Linked DNA regions of Sus scrofa: region 2 is linked to region 1. A link is a contact called in public Hi-C data. All regions are on one chromosome and are shown on one strand. The core of a region is the stretch at or near the end of the contact, and the rest is flanking DNA. Distances in the headings are between cores, read along the strand shown. Region 1 holds the start of RAMP2 (receptor activity modifying protein 2). Region 2 overlaps EZH1 (enhancer of zeste 1 polycomb repressive complex 2 subunit).

Evidence for each region. A called contact is a pair of places that touch in the nucleus more often than the background predicts.
Region 2: a Hi-C map of liver shows a contact between it and region 1, with 1.9 times the contacts expected there. The contact joins the enhancer-like site here to the promoter of RAMP2 in region 1. A contact is called at or near these places in 3 of 5 promoter capture datasets (fetal skeletal muscle and liver), 16 of 47 Hi-C or Micro-C datasets (alveolar macrophages, blood, embryonic fibroblasts and 8 more) and 2 of 2 datasets of contacts at active chromatin or transcription factors (alveolar macrophages and skeletal muscle).

What each region holds. Positions count from the first base shown.
Region 1 is chr12:20,089,905-20,097,448 of Sscrofa11.1, reverse strand. RAMP2 (receptor activity modifying protein 2) reads left to right here and starts at 3,023. Exons shown (of 5, transcript NM_214082.1): 1 at 3,023-3,141; 2 at 3,579-3,644; 3 at 4,558-4,669; 4 at 4,799-5,053; 5 at 5,056-5,245. The coding sequence starts at 3,042. The coding sequence ends at 5,053.
Region 2 is chr12:20,129,918-20,137,461 of Sscrofa11.1, reverse strand. EZH1 (enhancer of zeste 1 polycomb repressive complex 2 subunit) reads right to left here. Exons shown (of 22, transcript NM_001243206.1): 13 at 7,384-7,544; 14 at 5,126-5,217; 15 at 3,112-3,137; 16 at 2,768-2,920; 17 at 1,202-1,380; 18 at 315-410. Among named protein-coding and RNA genes, the nearest start is that of CNTNAP1, 24 kb to the left of the region's middle. Within about 2 kb of position 4,886, at least 6 of the 83 cell types and tissues checked have an H3K27ac peak or open chromatin away from gene starts, as enhancers often do. A contact at or near this core is called in alveolar macrophages, liver and retroperitoneal adipose tissue, where this site is marked.

The DNA of each region.
Region 1 (7,544 bases), core at 1,774-4,273:
GGTTCAATCCCTGGCTTCCCTCAGTGGGTTAAGGATTGAGTGTGGCTGTGAGCTGTGATGTAGGTCGCAGACACAGCTCAGATCTGGCGTCGCTGTGGCTGTGTTGTAGGCCCGAAGCTACAGCTCTGATTCAACCCCTAACTTGAGAACTGCAGGTGCAGTCTGAAAATAAGACCAAAAAAAAAAAAAAAATTTGTGTATTACTTTCAGTTAAAAAGTACATCTTAGGAAGTTCCCACGTGGCACAGTGGGTTAAGGAGATGTTGCCACAGCTTGTGGTGCAGGTCACAACTGCGGCACAGGTTTGATTCCTGGGCCAGAAACTTCCACATGCCGTGAGTGTGGCCAAAAAAAAAAAAAAAAAAAAAAAAGTTCACTTTTACAGCAAGTGTGTATTTTAAGGAGTTCCCATCGTGGAGCAGCGGAAACGAATCTGACTAGGAGCCATGAGGTTGTGGGTTCAATCCCTGGCCTCGCTCAGTGGGTTAAGGATCCCGGTGTTGCCATGAGCTGTGGTGTAGGTTGCAGACGCGGCTTGGATCTGGCATTGTTGTGGCTGTGTTGTAGGCTGGCAGCTGTAGCTCTGATCAGACCCCTAGCCTGGGAACCTCCGTATGCCACAGGTGCAGCCCTAAAAAGACAAAAAAGACCAAAAAAAAAGTATATATTTTAAAGCAGAAATGAGCATAGAAAGGAAAAGTAAGGGCTCCCAGGGGTGGAAAACAGGACTTCCATGAAAGAACCAGCCTCTGTCCCTAATGAAGCCCTTCTCTGTCCCCTTGCTGAAGATCATGGGACTATTTCCTATGACACCTTGGAAAAGGTGAGGTCTCTAGTCCTTATTCAGTCCCAAAGGACCTCAGTAGCAGACCCCCCAGTTACCAGGTTGCCCCCAGGAGTCATCCAACTGGCGAAGAAACTTGGGAAGAGGAGAATCAGGGGAGAGTCTCCCAACAGGAGGTCTGGACTCCCAAGTTCAGGAACGGCTACAGTGAGCTCTCCTTCGGCGGTCTCCCCACCCATCAGGACGCAAGCTCAACCCAGCTCTAGGCGAAAGCCACCACTTTCTTCCAAGTCACTTACTTTTCTCCTTTGGTACTAAGATCATTTTATATATGAAAAGGCTGAGCTCCAAAGACATGAAATAGCCTGCCCGAGGTTACACAGTGGGACACGAGGCAAAAACTGCCTTCAGAGTCCTAACCACAGTTTATTTGTTTTTATCCATGATACCACTCCCTTATGTAAAACCCAACATTTGTTTCGGTCAACTTTGATCTTGATCCCAACCCCAGTCCTAACCCACAGTGGGCTCGGGTGTTTCTGGCCAGTGGAAATGGCCGATTTGGCTGTCTGCCCCTCTTTGCTTCCTCCTCCCAGCTTATCACCCAGAAATCTCCCTCTTGACCATGTTCCCTTTTTGCAAAGGGCAGTCAAGGGTGGAAGGGAAGGCACGGAGTTTGTCCCTGGTGTGAAGTGGCTCCAAGGCTGCCTGGCTCTTCTCTGCACAGTGCAGAAGATGACCCTCACCAGGAGGGCTTTGAGGTTCATGCCAAGTGGGCAACTTCCCTCTGGATGCCTTGCTAAAGCAACCTCTTGACCCTACCCCTGGTGGTACAAGAGGTTATCAGTGGCCATGATTTAAGAGCCTAAGACCCTGAGATAAAGATTTGAAGAGAGATCGTGACAGATAATTTGTGGTGGGCAGGAATCAGTAAACTGGGACAACAGCAGCAGCTGAGTCCAAGGGTCAGTGTCTGGGAGTAATTTAGGAAAGTTTGGTGCTGACAGCTGTGTCTGGAGTTGAACGTCATGGCCAAGGCAGCTCCTGGGATCCTCCGCTGCTTCAGACTAATGAAGCTCTGGCTCAGGACACGGAGACAGCTGTGGTGTGGCAGAAGTCACAGCCGCTGGGGCCCCAGGCTCAGCCTTCCTGCTTCTCAGAAGAGCGACCTTAAGCAAGTCCTTAGGAAAAGAGGAAAGGAAACCAGTGTCTGCTGAGTTCAGTGCCCTTTCACAAGTGTCACCCTCACTATGATTTAGTCCCACGTTCACACAGAAGGGATCAGAGAATTCTTGATGGTAACTGATGTCATTCCAGGCTATAGAGCTGGAAAGCGGGAAGGCAGGACTCCCGGGGCTGAACTCAAGTTCTGGGCTTTCCTCTGAGCTTTAGCTTCCTCCTCTGTAAATTATGCACCCATCTCATGAATGAAGCCACACATTGTAGGTTCTAGTCTAAACTCTTCCTTTCTCACAACCTTGGCCTTGAAGGGCTGTGGCTATTTTCTCCTTGCGGGGGGAGTAGTCTTACTTTTGCCCCTGCCCTCAATCTGCTTTGTGGGTCTAGGGCCCAGGGACTGCCTCAAAGGGAGGGTATGGGCTTTGGTTTCCCCTCTACCCCCATCCCCAGGCCTTCTCCCGACTCGGAAGGGCTGGCTCCCTCTTTTCCTCCCCGGTTTTGGCAGGCAGGCCGACAGCAGTGGGTGTTCCCAGGGAAAGGGAACGCGGAGCCCAGCTCAAGGCGCCCCTTCCCCCACGGCCCAGGACAACCCCAACCCCCAGCCTTAGATACTGAGGCGTCGAGAGAGGCCCTCTGAGCTCCCAGCCCCCTCCCTCTCCCCACACCCTCCTCCCCCAACACTCCCCCCACAAACTCGCGGAGAAAGGGAAAGGGCGACTAGAGTGCGGGGAGCGGGGAGCGGATGCTGGGAGACCCCGGCGAGGCCTGGGCGCCATGCAGCAGAGCCGAGGAAATGATCCCGGTTCTGGGGTTACGAGGGGAGCTGTCCAGCCACACGGGGTGAACTGGAGGAAAGGGTGGGCCAACGCCGGCCAGGCGGGCGCCAGGGCCGGGTGGGGCAGCGACTCCCCCTCCAGCCCGCGGGCCCCGGGCGTCGCCCCCGCCCCCCACGTGGCCGCAGCCGTCCCAGCCCCTGCGAGGAAGCGGCGCGGCTTCCTGCGGCTGGGGACGAGGATATTGGCGCCCCCGCCAGCGCCCGGCTCAGCGCCGCCGCCCCTCCTCGCCTGCTCGCCGCGCGATGGCCTCGCTGCGAGCGGAGCGCGCCGCCGGGGGCCCGCGGCTCCCCGCGACCCGCGCCGGGCGACCGGCAGCGCTCCGCCTCCTCCTGCTGCTGGGCGGTGAGCGCAGCGCCCCGGGGCCCGGGCAGGAGGCGCGGGAGGCCCTGGAGGGGAGGGGGGCTGGACGGCCGAGGCCGGAACGGCCCCGGGGTGCGGGTGCGGACAGCGCTGCCCTTCGGACGGCCCCGCCTCGGTGAGGACGCCGCGCGGGCTGCTTCCCACTTGGCGAAAGCTGGGGTGCCAGGGCCCCTCCGAGAGGTCTTGGGAGGTCTGGGGCTGATGTGGAGGCAGGGGGTTTGGGTATGAGTGGGAAGGAATTGGTGCAGCCCCTTTCTTCCGGGCACCCGGTGGGGGCCTGCCTTACTCCTCTTTCTCTTCTGAGAGTAGCCCTGATTTCCAAGAGTCTCGGCCCCCAACCCACAACCCCCCCTCCTCCAGGCTCCACCGCCCAGATCCCCATCCGACCGCTCATTGCTCTCTTTCTTTTCTGCCCACAGCTGTCCTGAAGCCCCAGGAGTCCCTGGCTCAGCATTTTCCCACCCCAGATTACTTAAATTTAGAAGGTAAGTACCCAGTGGCTGTGGGAGGGTGGCTAGGGGAAAGGAAGAGAGAGGTCAGTGAACAGGGTCCCTTTCCCACAGGCTAGGCCCCAAACTTAGTTGGCTCCCCTAAATTCCCCTCTCTTTTCTCTTGGGGTTCCTTATAGTCTTTCTACCTCTCATCCCAGAGGGACCCCATCAGCTCTGAGCTGGTCCACCTCACAGTGGGTTAGAAAACCCCCCTCCCCCAAAAAAAGGAATTCCTTTTTTTTTTTTTATCTTTTTAAAGCGGCACCTGTGGCCTATGGAGGTTCCCAGGCTAGGGGTCAAATCGGAGCCACAGCTGCCGGCCACAGCCACAGCAACACCAGATCCGATCAGAGTCTGTGACCTATACCATAGCTCATGGCAACGCGGGAGTTCTTTTTTTTTTTTTTTTTTTTTTTTTTTTTTTTTTTTGTCGTGGCTCAGTACCTTATGAAACCCAGTGAGTATCCATGAGAACGTGGGTTTGATCCTTGGCCTCGCTTAGTGGGTTAAAGATCCCGTGTTGCTGTGAGTTGCGATGTAGGTCCCAGATGCTGCTCAGATCCTGCGTGGTGTAGACTGGGAGCAACAGCTCCAATTTGACCCCTAGCCTGGGAACTTACATATGCTGCAGGTGCGGTCTTAAAGGAAAAAGAGGAAGGCCCCAGAAAAAGTGGATGTGGAAGCTCTTGTTAGGTAGGGAGGTCCGTGCACACGGGAGGCATTAAACTTTTCCTGAGCTGGGACTCTCTCCTCAGCCAGGAGTGTCTTGCTTGGGAAATTTCTGAGGCTCTCCTGGCAGTCCCTATATTCAAAGACAGAAACCGTGGTTCCTCAATGGAACTATCTGGATCAGAGGGCTTGGAGGGAGGGCTGGGGTGTGGTCGATATGCAGCATCTCTACCTACAGGGAAAACACTGGAGGAGAACTATGAGACAGATGCCCAACTTTGCTGGCACGATTATAAGGATTATATGGACTCTATCAAAAAGGATTGGTGTGACTGGGCCCTGATTAGCAGGTAGGGGCAATGCCGGAGGCGGTTTGGACCAGGGGTGGGGGCTTGTTCCTTGTGGGCCTTGAGTGAGTGTGGGCCGGTCCTCTTTCTGGGCCTAACCCCTCCCTCACTCCAGTCCTCTCCTGCCCCCAGGCCTTATAGCATCCTTCAAGAATGCCTGGAACAGAAAGCAGATGCGTTCAAGCTGGGCTTCCCCAATCCCTGGGCAGAACGGATCATCTTTGAGGCTCACCGGATCCACTTTGCCAACTGCTCCCTGGTGCAGCCCACCTTCTCAGACCCCCCAGAGGATGTGCTCCTGGCCATGATCATGGTCCCCATCTGCCTCATCCCCTTCCTCGTCACCCTCGTGGTATGGAGGAGTAAAGACCCTGAAGCCCAGACCTAGGTGGCGTGAGCTCTTCAGTAGCCATCTTCCTCCTTCCCTCTGCCACCACCAGGTCTCTCTCCTCCCCCCTCCCGACTTCCTTCCCTCACTCCCACCCCAACCGCAGAGCCTTAGATTGGTGGAAATGGAAGCTGGGTGGTGTCATGGCACAAGTTCTGTAATCTTGAAAATAAAACTTTTTTTTTTTTTTTTTTGTACGCCATTCCCCTCCCCATCCCATCTGTATCCTTCCCAGACTCTCTGCCTTTCCCACAGGCCCTCAGCTCTAGGGAGCAGAGCTGGAAGAATCTGGATAGGTCCACAGTTCTGTTCACTTACCTGCCCCCATCCCCTCCCCCACCTGAAGGCCACACCCCTGTACTCTTTCCTCCCAAGGCCAGGCCTTTCCTGCCCCTATCCAAACCCAGCTCCAGGAAACAAGCAGGAAGAGACTCCCTTCCGGTTTGCACAGCTGCTGGAGAGGTGAGGGGGGAGGGAGGAGGGAGGACTCTCTGCTGTGACTCCTGCAAGAAGCAAAGGGGACCACCCAGGAGCCCTGAATTTTACTCTTCTTCATGGCTCAGTTGATTTCCAGGGCCTGGGAGTTGGAGCCCTGACATGACCAACAAGAGTCCCTCCCTAAGGACCTCAGGATTGAGGACAAAGGCAGTGGGGGCTTCTTTTAGACTCACCCCAGGACTTCCCCTCCAGGTCCTTGGCCCTCATCCTACATTGTCCTGGACCCTGGGTGGGTGTGGCCTACAGCCTGGCTGCACACTGCCCCCTGGTGTCCACTAAAGCCAACAACCAGAAGAGGGACATGACCTGGAAGAAGCTCAAAACAGAGGAGATAGGACCATGAGATAGAGACCCATCATCCCCATAGCAACCTAGTTCTTCACTGGACCCTTCTGTTGGCTTCCTGATCCATACTTATGCTTCCTTAATACACCTTCCCACTTACTAGGGACATACCTAGAGACCATAGAGAACCATTTCTATACTTGGACACTCCTGTATGTTCCCTGGACAGTGAGGCCCAGTTCTCACCAGGAAACCTTCACCTCCAGTTCTCCCTGGGACAAACCTGCAGGGTCATCAAAAACATAGGGAGTTCCCATTGTCATGCAGTGGAAATGAATCCAACTGGGAACCATGAGGTTGTAGGTTCAATCCCTGGCCTCACTCAGTAGGTTAAGGATCCAGCATTGCCATGACCTGCAGGGTAGGTCACAGATATGGCCCAGATCTGATGTTGCTGTGACTGTGGTGTAGGCCGGCAGCTGTAGCTCCGATTCGACCCCTAGCCTGGGAACCTCCATATGTGGTGGGTGCGGCCCTAAAAAAAAAAGCAAAACAAACAAACAAAATCTAGAAAGGAGTTCCCATTGTGGCTCAGCGAGTTAAGAACCCAACTAGTATCCATGAGGATGCAGCTTCAATCCCTGGCCTCGCTCAGTGGGTTAAAGATTCTACCTTGCCACGAGTTGTGGCATAAGTTGCAGATGTAGCTTGGATGTGGCATTGCTGGCTGTGGCATAGGCTGGCAGCTGCAGCTCCAATTCAACCCCTAGCATGGGAATTTCCATATGCTGCGGGTGCAGCCCCAAAAAAGACAAAAACCAAACAAACAAAAAAACAAAACAGAAGCATCTAGAGAATAACTTTGTTCTTCATAAAGACATCTGTTTACTCCTTGTGGCACCTGGTGCCTCTCTAGGACCTCTCCTTCCCTCTTTGTTGATGTATGTGCCTCCCTGAGTACATGCATAGCTACTTCCTGGGACACGCCTGTCTATTCCATACATACATACCCACATGCTTCCTGGAATACATCTATTCATTCTCTGAGACACACTTCTTCTCTCCTTGGGACACATCTGTCTCTAGAGACATACCTGTTCCCTAGGACATTTTGACTTTTCAACAGAGAGAAATCTTTGCTCTATTTCCATCAATGCATCTGTCTTCTCCAAGGGTATACCCATCCTCTTCTTGGCTCATATTTGCCTTCATGCATTTTTTTTTTCCAGCCATGCCACAGGCTACGGAGTTCCTGAGCCAGGATCAGATCCAAGCCACAGTTGCAACTTACACCGCAGCTGTGGCAACACTGGATCCTTAACCCACTGTGCCAGGCTGGGGGTTAAACCTGCATCCCAGAGTTCCAGAGACACTGCTGATCCTGTTGCGCCATGGTGGGAACCCCATGTATTTTACTAAAATACATCAATTGCATGCTGGTGTAAGACACTGTGTATAGCATATTGTGTTGGGAACACAAGTTAGATAGGGCTGGCTTCTGTTCCCAATGCCTTTCATCTAGTAGGGAGCTGATATGTACACAAATAAACACAAACAATGGCCTGTGTGATGAGAGTCATGGCAAGAGATGCAAAGCAAATATGATCTGAGTGCAAAGGAAGGAGGGATCATGTCTACCCAAGGTGTGATCACAGGAGGTGAGATCACAGGAGGGTGACTGTAGATTTGGCACCTGATTAGCCTTAG
Region 2 (7,544 bases), core at 3,637-6,136, 38 kb before region 1:
AGCGGGCTTTCCGAGGACCATGACCAGAATCATAAGAGGGGGAGCCTGGGTTACTCCATCGCCATCCTCACCCAGGCTGACCAGCATCAGGGCTGACCAGAGTCCCGCGCCTGGCCCCTCATGTAGCCTCAGTTGCCAAAACGTCGAAGCAGAGTGGTTTGTTTCAGGGCTGCAGACAGTTCTGTGGGATCCCCCCCAGAGGCCACATGAGAACTCAGCTGAGTTATTTAGAGATTAATTCACAGAAGTGTGGCCCACAGAAAATCAGGGTTTCTCATCAGATAAAGACTGTGGGCCAAACCGATAGCACTCACCTCACCACAGTATTCAGAAATGAATTCATTCTTCTGCACAGACTCCTTGATGAAGGTGCCCCATCCGGCCACATCTGAGGGGGCCAGCAGCAGGTGCTGGGGGAGAGGGAGTCAAACCTCAGGCTACAGGGCGTGTGCAAGCCCAGGGGCCTGCGTGCTGGATGCGCACGTGTGCTGTGGGGGAGCAGGGTGGAAAGAACTAGCAACTGTAAGAGGATCTGAAAACAGAAAAAGGGCTCAGCCATTGTGTTCTGGTGGGGGGAAAACAACAAAAGGAGGCGGTACAAGGAGACGTGGCACCCCTTCCTCTAGCCCTGGGGACTTCCTGGACTGGAGCCGGTGGAACGCACTGGGGTGCCGAGTAAAAATAGACATCAGTGGCATGGCCCTCCTCTCTGCTCCTCTGTCTGGCCAGTCCGGGGGGCACTTTCCTTCCTTTCTTTACATTTTATTTATTTATTTATTTATTCTTTTTAGAGCCACACCTGCGGCATACGGAGGTTCCCAGGCTAGGGGTCGAATCGGAGCTGCAGCTGCTGGCCTATACCACAGCCACAGCAACACAAGATCCAAGGGGCATCTGCAACCCACGCCACAGCTTGCAGCAACGCCAGATCCTTAACCCACTGGGCAAGGCCAGGGGTCGAACCTGAGTCCTCATGGATACCAGTCGGAGTCTTAACCCACTAAGCCACAATGGGAACACCTGGGGGGTCACATTTATAATCCCTCACGAGGACCAGAAGCTTGAACTCAGGAAATGTGTGTCTGTTAGGATTTACCAACACGCTGGTGTACAAACCCCCTAAGGAGGCGGTAGAAGAGGCCGAGTGGATTATCAGTCTTTCCCGCTCTATCTGGTCCTCAGTCCTGGCAAGAGCCCTCACCTTCTTGAGGCCGCGCTGGATGCTGCAGTTCTTACAGGAAACCACCTTGCAGTCCCAGTGCTCTGAGGCACCACAGGTGAGACACAGGTCGGGGTCACACTCTCGCACCGCCAGGTAGCATGGGCACTGCTTGGTATTGCACTGGGTCTTACAGCGACAGCCAGGAAAGCGATTCTGACCTGTGTGGACAACAGGGAAGGTTAGGGAGAGAAGCAGGCTGATGCTGGGGCTCAGGTTGGACTCAAGGGACAGCGGGGATGTCAATGTTATGGATTCAAGGATATCTGGCAAAACAGGAGAGAAGCTGCCTTCTCCATAATTACACAGTCACATGTTTTTCAGAGAGAAGGGAGTGCCTCCCAACATTCATGCCTGGGAGCAAGACAGCAGGTTTGACCCTGGAAATGTGTCTCCTAGAGATTCCCTGACAATGCTCTCCCTTTGCTTTGCTGGTAGAATTTGGAAGGTGGGTGGAGAGAGCCCCAGAGAAAAAGCAATCAGTGCTATTCACTGGTAAATCCTCACCGTGAAAACAATAATCATTTTGAAAACAGAAGGCATCCGTTCTATGCTACCCTCCTCCACCCACTGCCCTCCCAGCACGAGCACCCACCCCTCCACTGTGGTTAAGATTGATATCTGCTTTGTGGCCAGGAGGTGCTTCCAGCACAACTGCCTGGGCACCAAGGTCTGCAAGCTCTGAGGCTGCCATCAAACTGCTCAGCCTTGAGTGGGGGAGAAGTGGTGAAACAGAAGCACTCTGAGCCTCCTCCCACCCTCTGCTGACATCCAGACCAACCTGACGCTAAAACTCCAGCTATTAGTCTAAAAGACAGAGAACTGTAACCTGGACATGTTGTAAAACAACATCCTGGAGAGGGAGGCTGTGTCTGCACCTTAAAGAAAAAGACTCCAAGTTTCTTAATGCTGCCCTGGAAGGTGAGGTTGGGAAAGCACCTGATTTCTGTGCAATTGTTGCTTTTTATTTTTTGTGAAGTACAGTTGATTTACAATGTTGTGCCACTTGTGCTGTACAGCAAAGTGACCCAGTTTCACACATACATATATATATTCTTTTTCTCTTATCATCCCTCATCCTGCTCTTTCTGTCTTTTTAGGGCCACACCCACAGCATGTGGTGGTGGTTCCCAGGCTTAGGGTTGAGTGGGAGCTGTAGCCGCCAGCCTCCGGCCACAGCCACAGCAACACCAGAGCCAAGCTGCATCTGCGACCTACGCCACAGCTCATGGCAATGCCAGATCCTTAACCCACTGAGCAAGGTCAGGGATAGAACCTGTGTCCTCATGGATGCTAGTCAGATTCGTTTCCGTTGAGCCATGACGGGAACGCCCCTCATGTTCTATCCCAAGCGATTGGATACAGTAGGACCTCTAATGGTTGCTTTTAAAATCATACACCTCAGGGCTTTTAAAAAGGGACTTTTCTAGATCTTAAGTACTGGTTTCCTCTGCAGACTATCAGAGGGCCCACAGGCAGCAAAGGGCTCGGGGGGGGGGGGAGGGAAACCTGGGGTGCCGAGGCCAACTACTGAGACAGAGAACTTACAGTCAGGGTTGCACTGGCAGAACTTCTCACAGAAATTCTGAGTCATGATGCAGGGACAGGTGCTGTCACAGGGGCGGTCCGGGTGGTCGCACGGTTGGTAGTTGTACACTTGGGTGGAGGAGTTATCTGGGAAAGGAAAGAAGACACAGGACACTGCTGTGCCCAGGCTCCCAGGCCACCCTCCTCCTAAGTGTCTCATCACTCCTCTTCGAAGGAGGTTCTTTTCTTTTTTGCTTTTTAGGGCCGCACCCTCGGCATATGGAGGTCCCAGGCTAGGGGTCCAATTGGAGCTGTAGCTGCCAGCCTACACCACGCCACAGCCATGAGCCGAATCTGCGACCTACAGCACAGCTCACGGCAATGCCAGATCCTTAACCCACTGAGAGGGGCCAGGGGTCGAACCTGCATCCTTGTGGATACTAGTCTGAATAGTTTTTTTTTTTTTTTTTTTTGTTTTGTCTTTTTGCCTTTTCTTAAGCTGATCCCACCGCATATGGAGGTTCCCAGGCTAGGGGTCTAATCGGACCTGTAGCAACTGGCCTACGCCAGAGCCACAGCAACGTGGGATCCGAGCTGCATCTGCAACCTACACCACAGCTCACGGCAACGCTGGATCCTTAACCCACTTAGCAAGGCCAGGGATCGAACCCGCAACCTCATGGTTCCTAGTTGGATTCGTTAACCACTGCGTCACGACGGGAACTCCCACTAGTCTGAATAGTTTTTGCTGAGCCACGACGGGAACTCCCTGAAGAAGGTTTGTTCTGACCGTAAACTTGGACACACATTTAGCACCTGAAGTGAGAAGCAATCACAAGTGCTGGTGGTTCATAAGCTACAAGGGGGTGATTTGCTTTGTGGGGAGAGCGTGGAAATGGTCCAGGTTACGGGGCAGTTATTTTAAACAGTAAATGATGCCTAGAACCTGGCAAATGGCACATGATCAAAGTCAGAGATCACGAGGCCCGTAACTCTACCTCCTGAGTGGTCTTCCTGGCCACAGGGAGGAGCTGAGCTTCTCAGCCGCTGCAGGGGAATCTGCAACGCGAGGAAACCCAGGGTCAAGTGCAGCCACAGGTGAGGCGGGGAGGGGGGCTTCAGGCTGGACCTGAGCGGAGCGCCCTGGCAGAACTTACCTTTCTTCAGCTGAATTTTCCTGCAGTGTGCAGCCCACAACCTGAAAGAGATGATATGGCTCTGGGTCACAGCCCTGGAGAATTCTGCAGATTTGGGTAAGTGACAGCATGATCCGCTTTAAGGGACTGCGGTCTGATGACTGATGATCCTCCCCAGAGGCCCTCACAGGAGGCCTTTACGCTGCTCCATAGAAGCTGGAGTCCATCCTACCTGCAGCAGGCCTGTGTCTCAAGGTTTAGACACAAAAAAACCCCCTTGATATACAAACATACACAAAAGAACAAAAAACAGATACAAAACAAAACCCAACCCTCTATGTCTATTAAAATGCTATTGTTTCTCCCTTTGGGGAGGTGGAGGTGTGGGGGCGTTTCAGGATGGGGCAGTGGGAAGGCTTTTCTGGAATCTGCTCTGGGTAAAGAAATTGAAAGGGAGAAGCCACAGGGATCTCCTTTCCTATCTAGAGCCCATGTCAGTTCCTTAAGGAAGAAACTGTCAAATTAAAAAACAAAACAGGAGTTCCCGTCATGGCGCAGTGGTTAACAAATCCAACTAGGAACCACAAAGTTGTGGGTTCAGTCCCTGGCCTTGCTCAGTGGGTTAAGGATCCAGCGTTGCCGTGAGCTGTGGTGTAGATCGCAGACGTGGCTTGGATCTGGTGTTGCTGTGGCTCTGGCGTAGGCCGGTGGCTACAGCTCTGATTAGACCCCTAGCCTGGGAACCTCCATGTGCCGCGGGAGAGGCCCAAGAAACGGTAAAAAGACAAACAAAACAAAGCATTTTCAATCCTAAGCAAAGGCTAGCTAGCAATCAGTGTTATTATGCAACTTAAAAAAACAACGCAAGTGCCAAAAACAAAAAGAAACCAAAAAAACCAAAAAAAAAAAAACAAAACTCTGGTCAGAGTTGAGAAGTGGGGAAGTGGTAACTAACAACCAATGAGAAGACATGGCCTCGGGGTGGAGCCATGAGGCCAGTTCACAACCTACTGGCCAGGAGCTTAAACGGAAAACCAGTTCTTTCATGGTCCACAGCACAGAGGGGCAAGGGAAGGGCTGGTCCAAGGCACAGACCCGCAGGTAGCACTGAGGAAGCTGGCTCCCCGCTGGTGATGCCAAACTGATGGGCAGCAGACAAAGAAGGAGACAGAAGGGAAGTCACAGGGGAGGTCAGGGCACAGGGAACAGCCTGGCTACAGAAAGCCCTCCGCCCAAGCCTTGCCTGTGCTTTCTCTTCTTCTTCTGCGAGGGGTTCATGAGCTCATCTGTTGGCAGCTTCAGGATAAGTGATTCTTTCACTGCGAACTGGAAGACCTGGAAGAGAAATCCAATAGGGCCTTGAGCTGAGTGGTCAGATGAGTGACCTAGCCAGGTGCCAGGCTTGGGAGGGTTCTGGAGAGCCTGTGGGCAGATGACTGAGCATCTTCAGTAGGGAGAGAGAGAGTCCCTGAGACATCGGGTCACTGACTCCGAAGTTAATTCTTAAGTGTGTATCCTGATTTGAAAAGAAATACTGGACACAGGTACAGTTCTCCTGGTCAGAAGCTTTCATCTACTGCTCTGCCTACTCTGCCCTGAGTGGGCCAATTCTTACCAATGGTATCTGCCTCTTAGGAAGGGCACCAATGTGTGTGTACCTTGTGTAACTGAGTCTGACATGAGAGGTACCACCTAGCTAAGCACTAGCTCCCTCTGTTGACATAAAAGTGTCAGAGACTTGACTACTTCAGTAGGACAGCATTTCAGAAAGGCTGGTTCCCTTTCAATGTGCTGCTTCTCTCAGAACATTTGCTTTTATTTATTTATGTCTTTTTTTTTTTTTTTTTGTCTTTTCTAGGGCCACACTCGCAGCATATGGAGGTTCCCAGGCTAGGGGTCTAATCAGAGCTGTAGCCGCTGGCCTATGCAACCAGAGCAACATGGGATCCGAGCTGAGTCTGTGACCTATACCATAGTTCACGGCAACACCAGATCCTTAACCCACTGAGCGAGGCCAGGGATTGAATCTGCAACCTCATGGTTCCTAGTCGGATTCATTAACCACTGAGACATGATGAGAACTCCAGAACATTTGTTTTTAACTTTTTATTTTCCTTATTGGCTATAAGCCCTCTCTCTCTCTCTCTCTTTTTTTTTTAAGGCCATACCCCAGACCAGAGACAGGATCACAGCCTTAGTTATGACCTATGCAGCAGCTGCAGCAATGCCAGATCCCCAACCCACTGGGCCAGCCTGGGGGTTGAACCTGCAACTCTGCAGCAACCTGAGCTGCTGCACTTGGTTTTTTTTTTTTTTTTTTGGTCTTTTGGCCTTTTAGGGCTGCATCTGCAGCATGTGGGGGTTCCCAGGCTAGGGGTCTAATTGGAGCTGTAGCTGCTGGCCTACGCCAGAGCCACAGCAACACTAGATCTGAGCCACGTCTTCGACCTACACTGCAGCTCACAGCAGCACTGGATCCTTAACCCACTGAGTGAGGCCAGGGATCAAACCCGCAACCTCATGGTTCCTAGTCAGATTCGTTTCTGCTGCACCACGACAGGAAGTCCATGCAGTTGGATTCTTAATCAACTGCACCACAGAGGGAACTCAGAGGTGCTCTTGAAATTCCATGAAAATTATTAATCTTCTCAGGAAAATACACAAAAAAACTGTTTTGCACACAGTTCTGCAGACCTTTAGGTCAAGAACCTGTTTCTTAGGAAAATAGATATGAGCCCCAAAAGGAAAGCCAAGGGCACTTCAGCTCATGGTTTTACTGCTTGTTCTAAGTAGAGGGAGCATGAAGAAGAGGTCACAAAGACTTTTCCAGAAGTTAGGGAGCTAAGTGAGCAGGGCTCAACCTCTAGGGTTCATCTCTCTTTGGACAGATTGGCTCTAACAACTGACTCCCTGTCTTTGCGCTTCAGCCTATCTTCCCATTGCAGGCTTTTCCTGCTTTCAGAGCATCAGCAGCTGCTATCAAACTGTGATATGAGTGAGAAGGGCAAGGTCCAGGCCCAGACATCAGGGATGGTACTAGAAAATCTAGCAATAGAACATTTAAAGAATAAAGCAACTGAGGAGACCAATGGAGGGAGGGGAGGCTGCAGCCACAGAAGCAGGAGCAGGAGCGCAAGATAAGAAGATCCCCAGAAAGCCCCAGGAGTCCCTTCTAGGAAATGAGGTGCACGTTTAGAAAGAAAGGTGGGAACAGCAACAACAACAAAGCTTAAAGAGAGTAGAAACATCTAGAAAAGTTAGTGCCTAGAGACGGAAATAAGAATTCGACAAGTTGAGAAGCTCCCCAAGCACTGCTAGGCATGAATCTACAGGAGGTAGCATGTTGGGGGAACCCACCTCTCGCCTAGAAACACAGGTTTATGAGGCACTAAGCCTAAGACAGCTCTGGCCAGACAGGCAGCCCTAAAAGATGGCCAAAAGGCTGCCAGAGCAGGGATGAAAGGAGGGTGCAGGCTCATTCCTACCCCTTTCAGACAGTACCTGCTTGCATGTCTTAGTCCCCAGAAGCCTAGCTATCGAACAGAAGTTGTTGAAGTAGGTGCCATGGAAGACTCGAAAAAGAGATTCTTCAGCCCCGGTCCACTCCACGGGCTCTGAGGGCGCTTCCACTACGCAGAGCTGAGGTGGGGCTGGACTAGCCT